Regions from separate parts of the Sus scrofa genome. Here region 1 is linked to region 2. Evidence: chromatin contacts called from public Hi-C data. All regions are on one chromosome and are shown on one strand. The core of a region is the stretch at or near the end of the contact, and the rest is flanking DNA. Distances in the headings are between cores, read along the strand shown.

The links. A called contact is a pair of places that touch in the nucleus more often than the background predicts.
Region 1: a contact with region 2 is called in a Hi-C map of retroperitoneal adipose tissue, with 1.7 times the contacts expected there. The contact joins two enhancer-like sites. A contact is called at or near these places in 1 of 5 promoter capture datasets (liver), 18 of 47 Hi-C or Micro-C datasets (alveolar macrophages, brain, embryonic fibroblasts and 9 more) and 1 of 2 datasets of contacts at active chromatin or transcription factors (skeletal muscle).

What each region holds. Positions count from the first base shown.
Region 1 is chr14:88,162,412-88,169,451 of Sscrofa11.1, reverse strand. No RefSeq gene overlaps it. Among named protein-coding and RNA genes, the nearest start is that of GPRIN2, 7.0 kb to the right of the region's middle. Within about 2 kb of position 2,556, at least 7 of the 83 cell types and tissues checked have an H3K27ac peak or open chromatin away from gene starts, as enhancers often do. A contact at or near this core is called in retroperitoneal adipose tissue, where this site is marked.
Region 2 is chr14:88,124,484-88,130,920 of Sscrofa11.1, reverse strand. LOC100625711 (synaptotagmin-15) reads left to right here. Exons shown (of 8, transcript XM_003359269.4): 3 at 1-48; 4 at 930-1,225; 5 at 2,717-2,887; 6 at 3,466-3,586; 7 at 4,537-4,716; 8 at 5,627-6,437. The coding sequence ends at 5,769. Among named protein-coding and RNA genes, the nearest start is that of GPRIN2, 31 kb to the left of the region's middle. Within about 2 kb of position 4,315, at least 4 of the 83 cell types and tissues checked have an H3K27ac peak or open chromatin away from gene starts, as enhancers often do. A contact at or near this core is called in retroperitoneal adipose tissue, where this site is marked.

The DNA.
Region 1 (7,040 bases), core at 1,307-3,806, 40 kb before region 2:
AAAAAAAAAAAAAAAAAAAAAATGCCATGATAGCAGAAATGGCACCTTAGGAAATCAGAAGCCTCTTGCACTTTCTGTTATGGCTCAAGGCTTATAAGTGGACTGGTGGCCCCAGAGAAGCCTGGCTTTGGAGGCAGAATGCTCTGGGTTGTCATGCAGCAGGGCAGCTCATCACCTTGCACTCTCACCCAGCTACTCGCCCCTCTCGCTGTGCTTCTGATGGGGAGGATGCCCCACAGAGCTCTCACCTCTGCTTGTCTGGAGCCCACTGCCTGGCACACAGTGGGTGCTCCACCAAAGGGGGTCAGCCTTCACTCTTCTATGGCACCTACCAAAATGGAATGTGGGGGAGCCCCACCTGAGCCCAGCAACCACTCAGCATGGATACAGAAATCAAGGACCCCTGCAGGCTTGGCCCACCAGGCTGCTTGTGTCTCGAGGGCACAAGTGGAATGTAGACAAGGCCACAAGACTTTGGTCAGATCAATGATGGAAGCCAGCGTGGAGATGCCAGAGGAGGCTGCAGTCCCAGCAAGAAGCAGAAGGAAAATGCTTTTCTCCTCCCAGCCTTGATTCCAGAGGTCGGGTCAGGGCAGGCTGGCCAGCCGAGCACATGCGTTGTCTACCTGGCACACACTCTCAGGTACAGCAGCTGCTGTAGGGTCCTGGATGGGAGCCACCTGGGTGGCAGCCCCTCTAAGGGTTGAGAAGGTCAAGATGCCCATGGCCACCAACAGGAGACACTCATGTAGACAGTAGTCTTTGGGTAATAAAGACTATGTCAAATGTAGGTTCATCAATTGTCACAAATGTACACTCTGGTGGGGTTCTGGTAACGGGGGAGGCTGTGCTTGTGTGGGGACAGGAGGCAAATGGGAAATCTCTGTACCTTCCTCTCAATTCTGCTGTGACCCTAAAAGTGCTCTTAAAAAATTGTCTAAGAAAATGTAAACAAAAAATACGTGGGAATTCCCACTGTGGCACAGTGGGTTAAGAAGCCAGCTACATTGGCTTGGGTTGCTGCAAAAGCATGGGTTTGGTCCTTGGCCTGGTACAGTGGGTTAAAGGATATGGTGTTGCCACAGCTGTGGTGTAGGTTGCAGCTGCAGCTTGGATGCATTCCCTGGCCCGGGGGACTTCCACATGCCATGGGTGAGGCCATTTTATATATACATACATACACATATCTGTGAGAGTTCCCATTGTGGTGCAGTGGAAACGAATCCAACTAGTATCCATGGGGATGTGGGTTTGATCCCTGGCCTTGCTCAGTGGGTTAAGGATCAGATGTTGCTGGGAGCTGTGGTGTAGGTGGAAGACATGGCTTGGATCTGGTGTTGCTGTGGCTGTGGCGTAGGCTGGCAGCTATAGCTCTGATTCGACCCCTAGCCTGGGAACCTCCATATGCCACGGGTACAGCCCTAAAAAGCAAAAAGAAAACGGAGAGAGGAGTGCTTGTCCTGGACACACGCACTCCCCTTCCCCCATTAAAGAGGAAAAGCCTGTCCCCGTGCAAGTTCTACTCTCTCTTTCAACCCCAGGCACACCCCGCAGCCACACTTCAGTTGAGAGGCTTTCTCCAGCCCTCCTGCTCAAAGAGCTGCAAAGAACAGGCTCTCCTTTCACCTCTCTCTTAGCTGCCATCACCCCTGGCACACCCAGGCAGCCTTAGGTGCCAACAGAGCCAGTGGAAATCATGCCAGGTAAGGAGTGATGGAGGGAAAGCCCCTCAGAACAAGCTCCCCACTGCAGTGAACTTTAGGCCCCAGTCCCTCTCTGACAGTCAACTCTAACTCATGCCTCCTCCTCAAGCCCACTGCCCCCCATTCTCCCTCTGCTAGACAGGATCAGTCCCCCGTGAGCAGAGGCACACTCCTGGCAGAGCACACCTGCTCTCCCAAGGCCCAGGAAGAGGACCCTCATGGGGTAGGTCCACAGGGCACATTTAGAGGCTCTAGGTGAGTTTAAAGGCAAAGGCAGCCAAAGAAGGGTTACAAGACAAGGCCCCTACCCCAGCCCCCATGGCATGTGTAACTTGCTTTTGGAGTCAAAGATATATGCCCATGGAGGCTGTCTTGCCTTTCAAAGTCCGAAATTGCCCCCCCCTCCCCTTTCTGGTACCAGAACCGCACCCCACACCCACCTCTTCGCCTTGCCTGGATTCCACCCCCTCCACCCCCTTCGTCTCTTTCCTCCCCTCTGGAATTTTCCGGGAGTGGCGGGAGGCGGGGAGGGAAAGGCACAGGGACCGAATATGGTCGTGACTGCCATTCCCCTGCCCCGCCCTGTCTCTCCTGCCCTCGGTGGGACCCGAGGGAGTCCGCTCGTGCCAGACCGGGTTACAATAGCTCAGCCGGCGCCTGCAGGTGCATCTGGAGGGCGACGCGGCGGCCACTAGAGGGCGCCCGGGCCTCTCCGGCGGGGCTGCGCAGCCTGGGAACCAGCCCCTTACCGAAGCCCTTGACCGATTCAACCTCCCACGAGGGGCCGACGCCCCCTGCAGTCGCTGTCAATCTCCCCGAAGCCCCTGACAGACCTCCCCTTCCCAGTGCCATCCAGCATTCCCCAGTTCATGGAGAGGGGGCGGGAGGAGGAAAGGGGGCTTCCCAGCCCCAATTCCGTAACCACAAGGGACCTAGGACGCCTAAGAGGAGGCCAGGAAGGGACTAGGTGCAAAATGGAAGGGGCCGGCAAAAGACTCGGTAATCAAGATAACTCATATTTTCATGCAATATTTTTAAATCAAAATTAATCCTAAAAAGAAGCGATCAAATACCAGAAATTCAAATAAAGTTAGGATCCAGCCTCCCTCCTAGTTGTCCTGCCCTCAGCAAGTCTCAGGCAGAGTTCCTGGTGCCTCCAGTAGCGCCCAGCGCTCTGGGTCCCAGCCCCTCTGGAACCACCGCCCTGCTGGATCCTGCCTCCCCCTTCTCTAGCCCAGTGGTGTGACCATGGAAGAGGCTGTGGGGGGCCCAGGGGATTGTATCAGGGGAGAAGGGAGTTCGGTTGAAATCTTCTCAAGAAGCCCCTTCTGCTCTCCCTGAATTCCCTCAAGTCTGAAAGGAAAGAAAATGAAACAGTGTCCACAGAGCCTGCATACAGAGTAGTGCCCTTGGCCACTACCTTCCCAGACCCTTGACAACTAAAACTGAGACACCAACAGAGAGGGTGAGGCAGGCTAAAGGGGAGGGGCCGAGTGGGCCTGGGGTGAGGGGCAATTCCACCCCTCCCAGCTGGACTCCAGCACCCCAGGTGTAGTTCTTTGTTGAGCCATGGAAAATTCCAGCCCCAACAGAGGCTCCTTCTGTGAGTCAAGCTCAGGCGTTCTCAGTGGGCGCCTTCTCAGCATCTCTGAAGTCTTTTCAGGAGTCTCCTTCCCCTGCCCCCAGCCCTGGCTTCTAGACACAAGTCCAGCCCCACACAGGAGGGAAACAGAGACTAGACAGCATGGTGTGTCCCTATCGAGGCCAGGCCATGCCTCAAACTAATTACAAGCCAAGCCAGGGCTAATAAAGGACTGACAGTGTGCCCTTCTAGCTGGATCAAAGCCTCTTTGCTCACCCAGCAGGATCACTCACCACTGATTTCTCTTTTCGGGCAAAAGCAATGGAAACAACCTGACAAAGCAACCCCAGGGAGTCCCAGGAAGGCCTCCTTCTCCAGGGAGAGGCTCAGAAGCTATCTGGCAAGCGCAGATGCTTTGGTTTGTAGGACAGATGAAGAGGAGGGGCCTAGATACATGGGAATCAGGAATGCCAAGACCTTGACCACAAGGAGAGACTGCTGTCTGGAGCAGGAGGGCTAAGGCAGCGTGGAGCCTTGGCAGAAAAGGATGGAAGCAGGGGGAGGGGCAGTGAGCTGCAGAAGCTTTCTAGCAGGACCTGCTGTGTAGCACAGGGCACTTTACCTGATACTCAGTGATCAAATATATGGCAAAGAATCTGAAAAAGAATGGATGTCTGGGGAGTTCCCATGTGGCTCAGTGGTAATGAGCCTGAATAGGATCCAAGAGGATGCGGGTTCGATCCCTGGCCTTGCTCAGTGGGTTAAGGATCCGGCATTGCCGCCAGCTGTGGTGTAGGTCGCAGATGAGGCTCGGATCCTACATGGCTGTGGCTGAGGTGTAGGCCGGCGGCTACAGCTCTGATTCAACCCCAAGCCTGGGAACTTCCATATGCTGCATGTGTGGCCCTAAAAAGCAAAAAATAGTAATAACAATAAAGACTGGAGGTCTGTACGTATATAATGGAATCACTGTTGTACAGCAGAAATTATCACAACATTGTACCTTAACTATACTCTAATAAAACAAAACAAAAAAAGGTTTCTGGGGACAAAGAGGACATGAGTCAGAAAAAGAGAAGAGGGGGGAAGCTGAAACCATAGAGAAGTAGGGGGTGGAGAAGAAAGAGCACCAAGAGCAGTGGGTGCAGGGCCTACAGCTCCCCGCTGCTTCCACGGTGCGTGCACCACGCTGAGGACAAGCACTGTGTCTTTTCTGGGGAGAGATGTAGGGAAGCAGACAAAAGCTCCTAGGGAGCCTGTTACAGGCTGGTGGTGAGAGATGGGATGGTCTCCTTACCTTGGCTCTGGGAATCAGGGTTTCTGAGGACCAGAGCCAGAGCACACGTGACCCAGGCAGGGTTCAAGGCAGAGGGTGAAGGACCTGGAAAGAGGCGCTGAGTGAGGAAGGGTTCAGGAAACAACGTGGGCCTTAAGAAGTGCCAAGCCGGCAGGGCAAGAGCTAGCCTGCTGGTGGCTGTGGAGGTGGTACCCAACAACAGCAGTCGTGCTGGGTGCTAACTCAGTGCCAGGCACCTTCACCTGAGGTGGGTTACGTCATTCACGCCCCACAGCAAGCCCGAAGAGGGAGGAACCACTGTCATCCCCATTTTACAGACAAGGAAGTTGAGGATCAGCCAAGTTAGTGACTTGTCTAAGATCTTGCGTTTATAGATGAGAAACAGGATTCAAACTCAAGATTTAGACCACTAAGCTTCAGTGCCCCCTCCATATCTTAAGTATTGGGATCTGCATTGGGAAGACCCCACAAGCCCCCTGTGAGATAATCCAACGTACAGGGGATGGAGACCCAATCCAGCTCCGGAGGTGATATCACTGTGTGAAAGGGCCTTTCTCTGCTTTTCCACCCTCCCCGACATTGTGACCTCAGACCAGCAGTAGCTGACACTCTGGCAGGAAGAGCTTCTCTCCCACAGGGACTGGTGATCCCTGGAAGAGTGATGGCAGCCTAGGCTTGGACAGGAGAGGCAGGCCCTGTGTCCTGGAAAGGTCCACAAGTGACAAGCTCTAGAGAGCCGGGCTTCAGCTATTGGAGGCCCAGATGGCCCAGCAGGAGAGCTGCTGGACAGAAGAGAAAGTCCCTGGAGAAGAGGGGAGGGTTTCCTGCCTGGGCAGGGAGCTCCAGGAATCTGGGGGATGCTCCAAAGGACAGAATCTACCAGAATAGAACAAAATAAGACCAGCCACGACCAACTGGACCCTTCCCTGGCAAAGCTCTCACCTCCAATACTTTATTTCAAATTCAAAACTAAACATGCAAATAATAAACTCCACCACCTCCCTGAGCCAGGCTGAAGGGGTCCCAGAAAGTCTGGTCAGAAATCTGGAGTCTGGAGATCCCGTTGTGGTGCAGTGGAAACGAATCCGACTAGGAACCATGAGGTTGCAGGTTCAATCCCTGGCCGTGCTCAGTGGGTTAAGGATCCAGCATTGCCGTGAGCTGCGGTGTAGGCCGGCAGCTATAGAGCTCATTCAACCCTTAGCCTGGAAACTTCCATATGCCACAAGTGTGGCCCTAAAAAGCAAAAACAAAACAAACAAACAAAAAAAAACAAAAAAAGAAATCGGGAATCTGAAAGGAAGAGATCTATAAACAAAACTGGTGGCCACGTCTTGGGCCCCTAAACCCCTGCTAGTCAGGCCTGACCAAGGAGGAGGTTGGGGGCGGGTCTCCAGGTTGAATTCAGAAATTAAGCTGCATCTGCTCATGGCCTAGTGAGCCCAAGGACTCCATTTCTGCTGTTTGGGGTGGCAAGCTTAACTGGTGGTGGGGGTGGGGGGTTGTATTCTGGAGGTGCCAACCAGGCACAGCCCCAAGGCTGGACACAGGCTGGGTTGGATTCCAGCATCACCCTGCAAATCTTTATCTTGGTCATGATGAGGTGGGTGGGCAGCTAGGCTAACCTTTCCCAGTTGGGGTGCAGCCCAGTCTGCCATGTTGGTACCAGGTGCAGCCGGGAAGTGGCAAGCAGTGAATGAAGTCGTGACAATTTGCATAGGACAGAGGAGTCTCCTCATGAAAGGTTTCACTGGTCCCAGCCAAAGCGTGGCCCTTCACCTCCCCCTCCTGACCTCCCACTGCCTCCCCGTGTCCCAGGTGGTGGCCTCATCTCCTTTGCTCAGACTGGAAACTGCAGCTTCCTGGAACTCTTCCTCCTTCCCAAACCCACCACGCAACCATGAGTGTGTATGCACCTGGCCCCCAGCTGCCCCTCCATCTCCCCCCAGTGGTCCCCCTGTGGCTCCCACACACCATGTCCTGCCAGGCTCCTGCCTGCCACCTCTTCTACACAAGTCTCTTCTCATGACAGCCAAAGGGCTGTTTCTTAAATGAAATCTGGCTCCATCCCGGCTTCCGCAGCTCCTACTTCCACAGCTTTCCTCAGTCACACTAGGAATCTCACAATCAGGACCCCATTGCCAGCCTCCCAACCCGACAAACACCCCAACACAGCCTGCGCTGCAGTGACTCACCCTGGCCCAGGCAGGAAGACACCTCCAGGGCTCTGGTCAGGCTGTTCTCCCTGCCTGGTGCGCCCTCCCCCTGTCCAGCCCCACCGTGTCCCCAAGACCCTGAACAGCTCTGGTCTGTGTGAAGGTACTCTCCCTACCCCAGCTCATCACCCCTCTCCTCAGGTTCCCACCACTGGAGTTCTTGGTGCCCCTGTGCAGGGCCACAGATGAGGGCAGCCTGGTACCCACACCACTCCCCAGAGTGTGACATGCCTGGCCTATAC
Region 2 (6,437 bases), core at 3,066-5,565:
CCTGCCCAGCCCCAGAGCTCCTGCCACAGGCTACCAACAGCAGTTTTGGTGAGTGTGTCTGCCAGGGCCTGCCCAGGGGTCACAGTCTGCTCAGGCCAGGGTAGACCATCTGCTTTCACAGGCCTGGCTCTGGAAAAGAGCTTAGATGGTCCCGGGGATGCCAGAGTTGCCCCGTGCCCACTCTTTCCAGGTACCTGGGTTATCAAATGTCTGTTGCACCCCAGCCTGGGCCAGATATGGCCTCATGTGCCACTTTGAAGTTAGACCTCACCACACCTCTGTGGAGGTTGGGATCGTCTCCTCATTTGACACATTTGTAAACTGAGGCTTGGAAAGTTAACAGTGCCTTGCCCAAGGTCACAGAGGCAGGAAGCAACAGATCTGAGATTGGAACCCCAGTGTTCCCAGGTGCAGAACCTGTGCTGGGTCCTACTCCAGGAAGATGGGATGGCTAGTCCAGAGGGCGGAATGGTGGAAGCTGGGCACACAGCTTCCAGCCCACCTCTTTGCTCTGAAGACTTTCCCAGGAACCACCCAGTAATCTGCTAGGCTCTTCTAATTTGAAGAGGAAGAAAAAAGGCAACACTTCATCACTGAGACACACCCTCTGAACACCACAGAAAGGGGCCAGGCCAGATGCTGGGCACTGTGCCCATGCCTGCCAGCCCTGACTTCTGGGGGTGGGGGTCAGTCGTGGGGGCAGGGGTTGAATGCATACTGTGGACCCCAGGGAGGAGCAGTGCTGAGAAGGCCTCCTGGGAGAGCTGCGCTAGACAGGGCAGCCGTATTCAGTCTGGAGAAGAAAGTGGGGCAGACATGGTCAGAGAGGTCAGTGAACTGCCTAGTAAAGGCTCAGCCTGGGAGGGGGGCATCCCCCTGCCCCTGCCTTCCCCTGGCCTGCCAGTCCTCCCAGCCCCTGTGTGTCGCAGGAGGTACATGTGTGGTGGGGACCATCAACCCAGAGCTGTACAAGTTCCCGGAAGACCAAAGTGAGACCGACTTCCCTGAGGGCTGCCTGGGGCGGCTGTGGTTCTCCGTGGAATACCAGCAGGAGGCAGAGCGGCTGCTGGTGGGCCTGATCAGGGCGCAGAGGCTACAAGCCCCCTCAGAGACCTGTAGCCCCCTGGTGAAGCTCCACCTGCTGCCAGATGAGCGGCGCTTCCTCCAGTCCAAGACCAAACGCAGAACTGCCAGCCCACAGTTCGACGAGCACTTCATCTTCCAGGTATGGCCTGTGGAACGGGCAGTGTCTGGTGTCCTCTGCCTCCCGGAAAGGACAGACATTGTGCAGGAGAGCCCCGGCCTCCCGTGCTAGCCAGGGCCCTGCAGCCCCCAGGACACCGAGCCACAGGCTCTGCTTTACCCCACTTGCCGGGTCAGGGTGTACAGGAGCCCTGACCCTTCGTGGCAGGGGGCCGATGAGAGACTAGAGGGATGAGTTGGGCAGAGGGCTGGGCTCCTCCCACCTAGGCTGACTGCAGAAAAAGAGAAACATATTCTTGGAAAAAGAGAAACTGAATGCCAGGCTGTGGCCCATGGGGCTCAATGAAGCCCCCCAAAGCCCCAAGCACTGGGAGCTTTCTGGTAAGGTTTCCAAAAAAGGTGGAGGGTGAGACCTTGGGGCAGAGACAGGAACTCACCCATCCTGTGAGAAGCCAGAAAGGGACCGAGAGCCATCCTGCGGCAGGTGGTGCCTTTGCTGCAGTCGGTGGCCGGAGTTGGGGTCTGGAAGTGCTGAGGCTGTTGGGACACTGAGCCAAGCTCACAGTGACCTGGGAGCCTCAGCAGGTGACTGGGGCCCTTGTGGGAGCCAGCAATCTAGAGCTGCCAAGAGACCTTGGGCAAACATTTTTAAGGGCAGGGCAGCAGGCTGGCTGGCAAGGCAAGAAGAGGTCAGTCAGCACCTGAGAAGAGTGGGATTCTTGCCTTCTTCCGTGGCCAAGAGCTGAGAAGAGGGGTGGCACAGGACCCAGCCCCTGGCTGACCTGCTGGGGCCGAGGCTGTGAGAATTCACAGGTGAACCTGCTCCTCTCGGGGACATCAAGATCCAAAGCGGCAGCCTTGCTGACTAGCCAAGCCACACATCGTGCTCGCATACTTATTTTTCTTCACCCGTCACTTCCCTGTCGTATTACTGTACCAACTTGGTCCTGGCCTCTCTGTGCTTTAAGGGGGAAGGAGAAGGAGAAGAGGAAGAAAAGAAAATCGTAGTAATTAACCATTTGCTGTAGGTCAGATCCTGTGATTGGAGTTTTAGAACCTAGAGAGTAAGAACCATTAGCCCATTTTACAGGTGAGGAGACTGAGTCTCAAGGAGAGAATTGTTCAGTACCCAATCAGCAGAGATAGGCAGTTTCCCTGGGCTCCAGTGTGGGGTCCTCTCACACTTTCACATGTAAGCAGATCACTTGGCCGCCCTGTTAAATGGTAGATTCTGCTTCATGGGTCTGAATGGGGACTCAGGGTCCTGCATTTCTAACAGGGTCCCACGGGTAGTGGGTGCTGCTGGTCCTCAGACCACACTCTGCATGGCAGGGTCTGACACCCCTTCCTACCTCCCCAGGATACTGGCCCCACTTCAGCAAAGGGTCCCCTGTAGATGCCTGGTGTGTGCAGGTCCCTGGTTGAGACACCCCTCATGGAAAGATCCTGTGTCTGGAACAACATAGCACATCATTCCGTCCCCTGACCCCAACCTGGCCCTCATCTCCCCCAGGTGTCCAGCAAGAGTGTCACCCAGAGGGTGCTGAGGTTCTCAGTGTACCACGTGGACAAGCAGAGGAAGCACCAGCTCCTGGGCCAGGTGCTGTTCCCCCTGAAGAAAGAAATCCTGGCGGGCGACTGCCAGCGCATCATCTGGAGAGACCTGGAGGCCGAGAGCCTGGAGGTAAAGGTCAAGGTCACCAGACATGTGCTACTGTGTGTCACACTACCATGGACCTCCAGCTGGTGTGGCCCAGTACCTGCTGGCCAGCGTCAATCCTCAGCGTACCACCACCCCTACAAGTGTGACTAGAGAGGCATGGGCTGAGGGGGTGCGTGGAGCCCAACAGGGAGAGCCACCTGCAGCTCTTTTGGCCTGGAGGTCAGATTACCTGGAGCATCCTGAAAAACCCACATTTTGATTCCCATCCAAATCAGACTGCTGTGAAAGGCAACACCATACATGGACCAGCCAAGTCCCTCAAACCCCAGTGGGGGTCTGGGTGGCTCTGAATAGGCCTTGGAATCCCCCACACCTGGGCTTGAATCCCCAGCTCTGGTCATTACTACAGTGCACTCTTCAGTGGGCCCCTCAACTCCCCGGGCCTGTCTCCCCTTCTGTGAAATGGGGGATGAGCTTCAAGGAGGGAGTGTGGCTGTGAAATGTAGCTCCTTGGGCCTGGCTGCAGAGAGAAAGGGAGAAGGCCTGGCTCCTCCAGCACCTGCCAGGGTGACTGGGTGCTTTCCTCTCGGTCTCCCCAGCCTCCCTCAGAGTTTGGCGACCTCCAGTTCTGCCTCAGCTACAACGACTGCCTGAACCGCCTCACCGTGGTCGTGCTGCGAGCCAAGGGCCTCCGGCTCCAGGAGGACATGAGTTTTGTCAGTAAGTTTTCCTCTTGGGACAGGGCCACCCTGCGAGCTCAGGGCCTGGAGCTGGAGTCTGGCCCTCACCCCTGGCCATCCAGTTTCTGCTAGGATATGGCTGCCCTGAGCATCCATTCCTCCCAGGCCACACCCTCCCTCTCTGCACAGTTGTATGAGGAGCTGCTTCCTTGTTTTGACCCCCAAGGCTGCATCCCTTTGACCTCAAGACCCCTAAGGCCTCTGGGACCAACTGTGCCCCTCCCTTTTCACAAGTAGTGCCTTAGCTCCTCAACTGCGCTGCCTGCCTCCACCCCCACTCTTCTGGGAAGGTTCTGGTTCCTCAAGGGTGAGGTCCTGTGCCTCCCTGCCCCTGGGGGGAGGAGACAAGGGACACCCCTGCATGTGGAACTTGACACTGGACTGGACTCCTGGAGCTGGAGGAGCGGAGGCCCTGCTCTGGCTTGCCTCACACGTTCCACCCCCGCCGTGGACCCCCAGCAAGGTGGTGGTTGTCTAACCCCCGTGTGTCTCTGCAGCTGGGTCCCTGTAAGCAAGCTGGGATTCACCCTTCCCGTTGTGGGTCCAAAACCCATCTAAGCACCCCCCACAAAAAAAACACTTGGCCTCTGGAGGAGGTTTAAGGGACCCAGGAAGCCTGAGCCGCCAGCAGGCAGGGCCCGCCCCCCTGAAGAGGAGGGACGGGTGAGTGGTGCCAGGCTCAAGTTACAAGGGCCAGCCAAGCCGTGGGTGGTTCAGGAGGCAAAGGAAGAGAAGGGTGCTGAGCGTTTCCTCGGCTGTAAGCAGAACACTAATCAACCCAGTTTCCTCTTGTAACGCCCTTTGGCTGTAGCAGCTGTTGAGTAATGAGGTCCTGGCGCCCAGGCGGGGCATGCGGCCCCCAAGCCCGACCTCAACCCTGCATGCCCTCCCTGTGTGCCTTCCCAACCCATGGTCTGCACTGCCCCTCAGGTGTGTTTGTCAAAGTGTCTCTGATGAACCACAACAAGTTTGTCAAGAGCAAAAAGACCTCAGCTGTGCTGGGCTCCGCCAGCCCTGTGTACAGTGAGACCTTCAGCTTCAGGGTCGACCCTGCCGAGCTGGACACTGCCAGCCTCAGCCTGACAGTGCTGCAGAGCACCGGAGAGGACAGTAAGGCTGCTCCCTCACCCCCAGGCTGTTGGGGTGCCGGGCAAACCAGGGGCTGCATGCATTCGGGAAGCTTGGATCCTTTGGAGGAGGTTGTATGGTTTCTGATCTCTGCTTAAGGAAACTAGTGCTCAGAGAGGCTGAGGTATTTGCTCAAGGACACAGAGCTTGCTAGTGAGAGAGCTGGGATTCACACCCAGCATTTTCCAGTTTGACCATCTGCAGCACCCCAGAAAGGTTACAGGATGCTCTCTGCTACCCCATCTTGGGCAAGTCACCAGAGAGGCTGGGAGGCAACATGGCTACCTGCCACTGGCCAAGTGACCTGGTACCATGGGTCATTATGTGCCCTGCATTGTGTATGAGCTTTGAGGGTCCTGAGTAAGGTTCAGAGTGGATGAGAGGGTGTGTATCCCAGCCAGCTCTCCCACATGCACCCTCCCCCCGCCCCACCCCGGTGTCCATTGTCACTGAGGCAGAGCTGTCCAGCCAGCTGGTCTCATCAGCCAGAGCTTAAGACCCTTCTCCACTGTGGTAGCTGGTGGGTTAAAACTATTGCTGAATGTGCCCCCTGAATGTACAAGCCTTCTGATGGAAGAGGGCTTCATTCTGGGGGCCCCCCTTCCTTCCTCAGCCATTTGATGTGAGGCAGGTTTGATGGCCCTTCAGGAGGGTGGGGGCAGAGTGGGTGCCCCCGAAGAGCAGGCTCTCCGTTTGGACTCCCTTTTACCACCAGCTCCAGCTCCAGGTCCAGAGCAAAGTCAGAATTTCTTTGGAGGCTGTCAGTTCTGATTAAAGGGCAGGGGGCCTGGCCACTTCCTTCGAGGGGAGGAATGAGAGAGGGAAGGGCTGGGGATGGCTGAGGGTGTGGCTTCTGTGCTCCAGAGGGTGACAGTGTTCTCCTCCCCCGCAGGGAGCCATGAGCTGGGCCGGGTGGTGGTGGGCCCCTACATGTACGCCCGCGGCAAAGAGCTGGAGCACTGGAACGAGATGCTCAGCAAACCCAAGGAGCTGGTGAGGCGCTGGCATGCGCTCTGCTGTACCACCGAGCTTTGACTTAGGTGGGACCCTCAGGTCTGCTCCGGGAGGCCTCTTCCCATAGCCATGCCTGACAGCCACAGGCCTGAACGCTACATCCAGCATCTCATTGGGCTGTGGGGCCAGCCCGAGCTGGGGGAACATGAATGCTGATGTGCAGGAGAGAAGAGGGGAAAAAGAGCCCCGGGTGGGGCAGCGGTATGGCTAGTGGTTAGCATCTCCCCAGCCTGAGAGCCCTCTGACTCACTCTGTCCTTCTATACCCACTGGGCTGCCTGGGCTGAGAATCCTGGCTCCTGGTTATCACCATCACAGTCTGGACCAGAATCTCACACACGCGGCAGAAATATTCTATTCAGTGATAGTGTAGCTGTGTCATCTGCGTGGAAGTGCCGGGTAAACTTGGAAAGCTGATGATGTGTTGATGCTCAGCCTACACTGTTTTTCTGCTGTGGTTTCTCTGCCTTCTGCCTTGTGAAGAAAGCAGGCTGCTCTGGGAGAAATAATGGGAGGGGGAGCAGGGGATATTTCAGTTGGTCCACAATAAAGAGCTCAGTCTGAGAACTAGGTGGAAGTGTAGGTCTGGAACAGTCCCAGGCTGCCCAGGCAACACAGTGTGCCTGCAGTTCAGGAGGGAAGGTACCTGGAATCATGACTGTGAGAGGATCTGTGGCCATGAGCAGCCTG